2 separate regions of the Mus musculus genome follow, and region 1 is linked to region 2. A link is a contact called in public Hi-C data. All regions are on one chromosome and are shown on one strand. Each heading gives the region's core, a stretch centred on a gene start, on an enhancer-like site or on the middle of the called end of the contact. The rest is flanking DNA. Distances are from core to core; before and after follow the strand shown.

Region 1 (4,677 bases), core at 879-3,378, 310 kb before region 2:
TGGTGGCTTAGTCCCTGGGAGCTCTGGCGGGGGACAGGGGGGTCTGATTATTAATGGTTAGAGCTATCCAAATCCATTTGTTTTTAAATTTCTGTGTGTGTGTGTATATTCATTCAATACATTTTGGGTTTTTTTAAACAATTTTTCATTCAATGCATTTTGATGGCATTCTTCCCTCTCCTCCAACTTGTACCAGACTCCACCACTACTTCCCAACTTCATGTTTTTTTATCTCTCTTTAAAAACACACACACACAAAATTTTAAAGTATAGTCTTATTTGTGTTAGCCAACTACTCCTGAGCATGAGGCCTGCCCAGGACTGTATTTGGTATACTTTGTGTTATTCCACTGAGGAAAATAATAATAATTTTCCCTCTCCACTTACTTCTCAATTGCAAATAGCTTCTGGGTTAGTAGTGGGACTTCTCTGTGTTGGATTTTTGTCTGGTTTTAATGTGTGCAGGTCTTTTACATGCTGTCTCAGTCTCTAAGAGCTCATCCGTGCAGCAATGCTGTTTTCTTTGTGTCACTCACCACCTCTGGCTCATAAAATCTGACTTCCTCCTCCTCTTCTTCTTCATAGATCCCTGAGCTCTGAGGGGAAGCTTTCGATAAAGACATTTAGTTCAGGGCTGAGTATTCTACTTTCTTCCTAATCTACTCTACCATTGCTTTCCTTCTTAAAATTGTCCTTTTTATTCTCAAATGGTCTCAATATACAAGAACTAGTGTGGTTTCTGTTGCACATTTGTCTACAATCCAAGGGATCTCACTCCTGAGGGGAAGCTATGGAAAACTAACTATCCTGGGACAGTCATAGTCATGGCTTTCTCGTCTCCTGCTTTTTCTGCAGTCATCAGTAGGTGTGACCCTGTTATTCTTACTTACACCTTATAGCTTTAATTTGCTTGTGTCTTCTCGAATTCAAGAGATTCAAACTAAACTTGTGATACAGAGATATTCTAGGCAATTCATACAAAAGGAGATCAAAAAACTTCTCCAAACAACAGGCAAACCAGAATGTGTATATCTTAGTTTCATTTCCCATTGCTACGATAAGACATGGAACATATATGCACACACACATAATGAATATACTTAGAAAATTAAATAAACAAAACACATACTGATGTTGTATACTTTTCTGTATGGACTATACTAGATGTCCATACTATACAATACGGCCACTCTGATAAACACAATTTAAGGAAGAAAGGATTTATTTAGCTCATAATTCCAAATTACAGTCCATTCTTGAAGGGAAGTCAAGATGTCAGGATCTTGACTACTTAGCAGTACCTCTTCCAAAGCATTTCTAATCTTAGCAAGTAATCACATAAACTGCCCTTTTTCTGTCAAAATAGAAACCAAAACCTAAGTTTAAAAAACAAAATGCAAACTTGTGCATCTTGCACTAAGATACCTAGGGGAAAATTATATGTGCCTCCATCTTTAAATATTTAACACACCTTTTCCAGAGGCCTTTCTTTGTAATAACGTTCTCAATAGGGAAAACCATGTCCTGCCAGCAAATGGTATATTGCTGTTTATAAGTAATGTAACGGCACTGAGGGACTCAGAATGAAATGATAAACATCAAGCGATAAGGGCTTCATCTTTCTGTTGTGTTGCAGCTAAATAACACTTAACGGTAGATCCCAGTTGAGGGAATCTACTGCAGTTTTGACTATGCACAATTTCTATCACATTTCCCAAGGTTAAATGTGTTGCCTTGAGGCAGCTGCTCAAAATGATAACGGGGACACTGTAGGACAGTGGTGCTCTTTGTAATGTTAATAACCCTTGATTCTAGTATCTGATGCAACTCTGGGGAAATCTACTGCTTCCAGACTTTAAACCCTAACTCAGTTAAGCACACTTTATTGAAAAAAAAAATGTTTTTTAATTTGGCACAAGCAATAGTACTGAGTACTACATATTTAGATAATTTCATTTTTTATCTCTCTAAGATGAATGTCCACAGAATAACATGGATAGATAATTAATGGGATCTCTTGATGTAAAAGCAGATGGTATTTTATTTCAAAATTACATACATTTACATGCTTATAGGATTCATTTTTATGATACAAACTAACCTGGGTAGTGATCGTTTATCCTATTTTGTGCTTACTTGTTAAGATTTATGCCCCATCTGGCCTCAGAGGATAAGTGAGAACATCTGTAAAATGAATTCTCCTGCAAAATTAGACAAGTAAGACAAGTCTAATCAGAAAATAGCAGAAATAGTAAGTGCATTAGACTGAAACTTAATGCAGGTTCAACTTTGCGGGACAGGGCAGGGCAGGGGTGTCTGTATTCTCTACCTGTTAGTTTTTTTTAAAGGCTAAAAAAAAATAACAAATATATTGACTCATAAATCTCTCAGCTCCACCTGTGTTCTTTCAGTAGGAAGAATCACACTAATCTATCTAAAGATAACCTTGCAGCCATTTTCATTCGGGCAGATCAGAGGAGGAGCACTTGCTCTTGGTGGCCTCCCAGAAGACCTACCATTGGTTCAAACCAGTTCCTCATCTGTGGGTTCGGAACTCCATGATTGATGCGGGTGATTGGGACTGTGCCATTATTAAAGCAAGCACCCTTATCACACTGCCTTTGTGTCTATGAATAGGCCATCTGGCACATTTAAGGCATCAGAAGACAGCCTCCTGTGTTGCCTCTGCTGCTACAACACTAGGCCAAATAAAAGCTTCTCCCAGATGTTTAAAAAACAAAAAAACTATTTTTGATCTTTATTAGTTGATCAGACTGAAAGCTGGTAACAGTAGCAGAGTGCAAGTTGGCAGTAGCAACAAGAGGGCTCCTGAAGAGTCTCAGGGCAAGAGTAGGCCAATGGAGAACAGAGGTGACGATGGATATGAAGAGCTGAATAAGAGAAACTGTGGACCCTGGTTACTAAGGATTCCAGAGAACAGCCAAAGGACCTCAGATATCTGGTTTAAGATCTGTAAGGAAAACCTTAGGCTAGCTGGGGACATCAACTCCCCAGAGCTGTACTGCTTGCTTCTATCAAGAGCTGAATATATTATACTAACTCTTAATCAGCAATCCTTGACACCACAGAGTTTGATAATCCCAGCACCACCTAAGACCAGTATTAGATGGTACCACTCAGAACTCCAGCATTAGATGATATCACACACACACACACACACACACACACACACACACACACACACACACCACACACACCACACACACACAGAAAACACCACCATCTATGCCAATTCTTGCTATTTGCTACCACTGCTGCCAAAGCTGAAGACTACAGAAGCTGCCAGATGCCATGGGCACTGGTGGTTCACTTCCAGAAAAATAAGTGTCTGATCTTAGTGCCCAACACCAGTAGTCTCTGGCTCCAAAACCCAAATGAGCAAACCCTTTCCTCTCAGAGTGCAGTGTAAACCTCTTGGTTTGTGAGCCCAACCTCTCAATCTTGGACACTGAGATGATCAGCACTGGAAGATATTCTCCTTGCCTACCAAGGTTTCTATTCTAATGGAGTAGGGTCTCAGTCAGCTGGTTAATAAATCCTTCCATTAACACACTGATTTGAACTCCCTTTGAAAAGAGTGAGTTAATGACATGCTACACTTTTTTAAAAAAACCACTGCTCTGCAGAAAGCAGTGTCTCATTATTCAATTCATGCTTACTTTGACTCTCTGTAAATGCAGAGGGCAAACAAAAATATAAGGCAATCTGTATTGTGGCGATATAACTTTAAGGTCATTTTGCAAAGCTCTCAGTAAATGGAGGTAAAAAAGCTAGCCCCACAGCACTCTCAAATATCAGTATTAAATAATGGAATTTCCCCCCCTCAAGATAACTACACCACATACAAAGTTCACTGGTTCTTATTACATCATTGACTGTATCTCTCCTTTCTGCATATACATGGTCCTGATTATCATCTAGTTATCTCCTCAGCATGTGTATATATGATAATGCTCCATTTTTATTTTGAATTGCAGCCATTTGTAGCCATTCCGGTTGCATTTTCATTAGCCAAATAAGATGACATCAGAATATCTGGGTACGAATCACTGTTGAAGATGCAAGAAGGATCTTAAAACAAGGATATCTTCAGTTTAGTAAAAGCAAAGTCATGGATCCTGTTTTTAAAATAAGCCGAAGCTGGTAGAATATATAAAGTTAATCTGATTGCTGTACAATGTGTGGGGGCTTCCAGAAGGTATGAGAGGAAGGAAAGGAAGTTTCATAACAAGTCAGGTATAAGCTCTGCCTCTAATCCTAATCTTTAGGTCCATCTTCCCCCAACTCTGGGGATTAAAATAAAGAATTTAACTAAATGCTAAGGTTTGCAATTATTCCTTTTTTCAGTGCTACGAATTAAACGCAATACCTCACACATGTAGGCCAATATAAGTGCTCTCCTACTATGCTACATTCACAGCTCCTGCAGAAGGACTCAGAGACACTCTCCATCAAGACACCTGACAGGGGCAGCAGACAGACCTGATCCAGCATGGTGACCCATACCTGTCTGTAATCCTGGCACTCAAGAAGCAGCAACAGGAGGACCATGAGTTCTAATTCAACCTGAGATACATAATTAAGACAGACAGAGAAAGAGAGAGACTCTTAATTCTCCAGCTTCTGAACTTGCTATTCCAAAAGCTCTTCTGGCTG
Region 2 (4,487 bases), core at 19-2,518:
CCCCAGAAAGTTGGCTAGGTTTCTAGTACTAAGTATGAGTTCCCTCATGTTGAGTGGCCCTAAGTCTTATATGACAGCCACTGGTTACCATCTTAACATATGGGTGTCACCTCTTGTGCCTTTCAGGCTATCTTGCCAAGCTGGTCACTGCTGTGATTCATAGATGGCGCATCTAGATAGGATTATTAATTAATTGCTTGCTTGCTTCCTTCCTTCCTTTAGCAGTTTGCATAGTGTTTTCTGGAACCACAGAAGTAAGACCCCCAAGAAAGAAGCCCTCATGTTAGCTCTAACTCAAACGATCTCAGTCCTGTGTGTGTCCTGTGTGTGTGCTGTCTTCAGCTACAGGGGCTTGCTTTCAACTTCAATAATAGTCTCTATTATCTGGAAGTCTCCTGGATGTCCCTAGCCAACCATACAAAGGATTTCTTGTGCCTGGTGCTGGGGGGTTCTGTTAGTCTATGGGTTTTATCGCTGAATTTTAGCGTGAACATTTTTGCTGCTCTGTTTGATTTCCTTTTTTTCTTTTAACTTGCTCTTTCCCAATGCCTTGTCATCTAAGGGTTTCTTCACTGTATATTATTCTATCCAGGCTCCTTCTCTTTGTGAGGGGTACTTAAGAAAACAATGATTTCTCTCATCTCGTGGCACCAAGTGGATGCTCCAATAACAGTAGTAATACAGACCGTTAACCTTATCAGTGTTGTCATCAGTGCCAGTCACTGTAGAATTAAAGTTTGTCAGACCCCAGCAGCACTTGGGAGGCTGGAGCACAAGGATTGCAGGTTTGTGGCAAGCCTGGGCTGCACATTGATAATCTATCTTTTTAAAACATGTGCTGAGGCTATAGCCCAGTGGTAAAGCACTTGCCTACACTGCACAGGGCCCTGTGTTTGACTTCAGCACCAAAAAAAAAAAAAAAAAAAAAAAAAAGGCAGTTGTGGTAATAGCTATATTGATGAACATCTGTAATATGTTGTGTTTTCTAGCAAATACTTTGCAAGTATCACTGCGGTCATTATTACAGCAAAACATTGGTGTTTCCATTTGCAAGTTAAGGTTAAAGAATACTGTGAAACAGAAACCAATGCAGTGAACTGGATGGTGTGACTCAGTAGAAGAACATATGCTTAGCATGTACCAGGCTTTGGGTTCCAGACCCAGGATGGAGGGAGCAGTGTCTTCACCAATAAATGCAGCTAGGAAGTGTCTCTCACAATGTATCTACCCCCAGTCATAAAAATGTGCATGCCTGTTTCTTCTGCTTGCTCTCCATTCTCCAGCCTTTGCACCTGCCCTTTGTTCCCGATGCTTTCTCCAGAAAACTGTTCTCAGGAGATTATGTCTACCACCATAAGTGACTGGCTCCTACCAGGTTACAGAGGCTACCTCCTCAGAGCTGGTTGTCCAAAGAGACCCTTCCCATATTCCTTCCTCTGTCATGTATCAAGAGCAGCAGTGGATTGCCACCATCATCTCCCACCAGGCTGGAGTTCCATTCTGTATCTCTCTAGAGTTGTGTCCTTAGCTTCTAGTTCAGCTTTCATCATCTGCTGCGTATCGCTGAGAGAGAGGTGACTACAACTGCCACAGAGGTGAGTGTCAGGGTGTTTGGAATAAGCCTTCTAAAGGGTTTCTTGGCTATGACTATCTCAGATGTTATTTGTTCAATTCCCTGGATGAATAGGAAGAAAATAATAGAAAGTTTTGAAGTGGGCCAGTTACAGAGAAAAGTATATGTGAATAATCCGACAGAATATAACACTCTGTCCTATGCTTTGCCCTATGACTGAAAGCCAGCTCATCAGACATCCCCAATATCGTAGAGAAATGAGAAATACAAACATACTTTCCTGTCCAACTCAGGTATGCATTAGCCAGTGGCTGAGAACTGGCTCATCAGAAGTTTTCGCTATCCTAGAGATCAGAAATATGGGTTCTCAGTTTTGTAAGTGAAAACATCAGATTGCTTTAACGTCACAATAAGAAGACACAACATTGCACAACTTATTTAACACCACTGTTTCCACATCTACAAAGTAGGAACAGTACTGAAATCTAGCTCAGGGGTGCTGTGAGAAATAAATTTCTGGATGTTTATGATGCATTTAAAACAGTTTTCATTAATACAATGTATATACTTAGACTTTTTAAACACATGTTATCTAACTGAATAAATGAAATCTCGTGTTGAATACCTAATTGAATATTGACTACATAATTGAATAACAATAAAAATATTTTAAAGCACTATGAAAACCAAACAAAACACATCTATGGGCTATTTGTGTCCTTGTGTTATCAATATTGAGACATTTACTTATTTTTTTAATTGCATCTTTCATCTTGAGCCACCCCTAGGTATATTTCCAGATCACTTCTCCTATATGGTTTCAAAAATGGCCCTTTGACTGATGCCAAATCCATGACACCAAACCTTCTGCTTTATAATCTGCCTTTTCTCTCATCTTATGGAGTTCTAGCTAGAAAACTCACAAAACAGCAAACCTTTTTTTTTTTTTTTGAGAAGCTCTTGCTTCCTAGATTCAGAGAGGGGGAGTCTCTACTTTTCTTCCTTTCCTCTCTTCCCACACTGTTTGCAGATGGTACTTGCCATCTCTCTTCTAGTGAGCTTCCTTACTGGCAATCAGCACCATAGTGAGGACATGGGTTGAACACAGTTGAGAGCGAGGATTAAAAATAACCACTTTCAATTTAAATTGGACAGGAAAGGGAGGAGGGAGGCAGGACAGGTAGTGTTGTATGAGAGAGAGAGAGAGAGAGAGAGAGAGAGAGAGAGAGAGAGAGAGAGAACGATACATTTTGGTAGTGCAGTATGATGAGGTGGGAGGGGTGCCTCAGCAGGCCCATGCTGATACACCCCTTCCCCATAAGGTACCAGCCATGCAACGAGTATAGTATAGAATAGAGTTTATTTCATGGAAAGGGTTATTGAGAAGGGAGTAGAGACAGAGGAGAGAGAGAGAGGGGTGGGGGGGAAGGAGGAGGAGGAAGAAAAGAGGGAAAGGAGGAAAAGGAAGGAGGAGGAGAAGACAAGAAGAGGAAAGGCCAGCCAGGAACACGTGGAGAGAGTGAAGGAGGGGGGAGGAGGAGGGGGAGGGGGAGAGGAAAAAAGGGGTCAGGGAGAGAAGACAGAGAGAATAAGAGAATGGGGAGGGGGCAAACAGCACCTTTTATAGTAAGCCAGGCCTACCAGACTGTTGCCAGGTAACTGGGGCAGAGCCCAGAAGGAATGCTAACATTTCTCCAATTTAGAAAGGAAAAAACTGGAAAGAGGTAATGGTGAAGCAAGAATAGGGTTGTTGTGATCTTGGAAGAATGCATTATAATCTAGATGTCATAAATTAAAATGGCAAAGGTTGGTCAATCCATTACCTAGACAGTTTTCCCAGGTCCCTGTGGTCTCCATCACAATTTGGGCAGTCAGTTGAGCCATAAGGCTCAGAAGACATGAAGCTTTTTCCTGTGGAGTAGGAACATGGGACAAATGACTCACTTGTCGTAGGCAATATGAGACGTTTAACTCTCTGGGTATCCTCTGTTTGTCCACAGTGTAGGCCAAGCCCTGGCAGCAGGGGAGGCAATGTAGCAGTGTTTCTCAGTGGATATCATAGCACAGTCTAGGCAGGCTTGTTGCTGTGCCCAGATCTTCTCAGAGACCTTGGGGATGTGGGTCACTGTTAGGCTTTGAGAGTCTCTGTCATAATGCTTAAACATTTAACATTGCATTTAGCATATTTCTGACAAAATTGAGAGGCACTATCTTTTACATATATCTGAGTTAGACAAGTTTTTTTTTTATATATATAAAACAGGTAAGGCAAGTTTTATTTATTTGCATGAGTGAATGAAAGATAAAGAAGGGGGTATTTTGAAGGAGTTGGGAGTATGGCAGAATTGCTTTCATCTCCAGTAATGTTGTCAAAACACCCATGATGATGCAAATGCCTGTCACACAAACCCAGAGGAAGCTTATTTACATATTTGAGATGCACAGGGTTGTAAGTGATGGTTTAATTGGGAAAATCTGCCTAGTCATTTGAACAAGCAGACCTAAAAACAGACGTACATAACATAGTGCTGAAAGGAAAATAAACTTCAGATGATTTCTCTTCCACTGCCTTAACACAGCCCCCTCCCTCCTCCTGCCTCCCTCTATACTGTTCTCATTTCCATCAGGGAGAAAAAAGCACCTCTGTTCAGCATTTCCCACGTCTCCTTAACCTCTCTGACTCCCTCACTTGGGGCCAGTGGAAGACAAAGCACTCTCTTGATGACTAAAGACAAGCTCGAGGCAGCACCCAATCACCAGGCTGACCCTGGGCTTGGAGGGTCTTCCTAGAAGCAAACCAAGCAAAGGCTGACTGGCTAAGATATGTAGAACATTTAACTTAGTAACTAGAGAATAAAAAGCACTCAGGAGACAGGCTTTCTTATCTGTGCCTCAGTAGGGAACTGGCTTGTGT

The links. A called contact is a pair of places that touch in the nucleus more often than the background predicts.
Region 1: a Hi-C map of the G1E-ER4 cell line shows a contact between it and region 2, with 1.9 times the contacts expected there. The contact joins two enhancer-like sites. A contact is called at or near these places in 2 of 39 promoter capture datasets (cranial neural crest and hippocampal neurons), 1 of 15 datasets of contacts at CTCF or cohesin (the G1E-ER4 cell line), 9 of 484 Hi-C or Micro-C datasets (the G1E-ER4 cell line, cerebral cortex, embryonic stem cells and 2 more) and 3 of 115 datasets of contacts at active chromatin or transcription factors (astrocytes and embryonic stem cells).

Annotation. Positions count from the first base shown.
Region 1 is chr8:96,293,917-96,298,593 of GRCm38.p6, reverse strand. No RefSeq gene overlaps it. Among named protein-coding and RNA genes, the nearest start is that of Gm32005, 13 kb to the left of the region's middle. Within about 2 kb of position 2,128, at least 1 of the 459 cell types and tissues checked has an H3K27ac peak or open chromatin away from gene starts, as enhancers often do. A contact at or near this core is called in the G1E-ER4 cell line, where this site is marked.
Region 2 is chr8:95,980,187-95,984,673 of GRCm38.p6, reverse strand. No RefSeq gene overlaps it. Among named protein-coding and RNA genes, the nearest start is that of Gm31892, 25 kb to the left of the region's middle. Within about 2 kb of position 1,268, at least 1 of the 459 cell types and tissues checked has an H3K27ac peak or open chromatin away from gene starts, as enhancers often do. A contact at or near this core is called in the G1E-ER4 cell line, where this site is marked.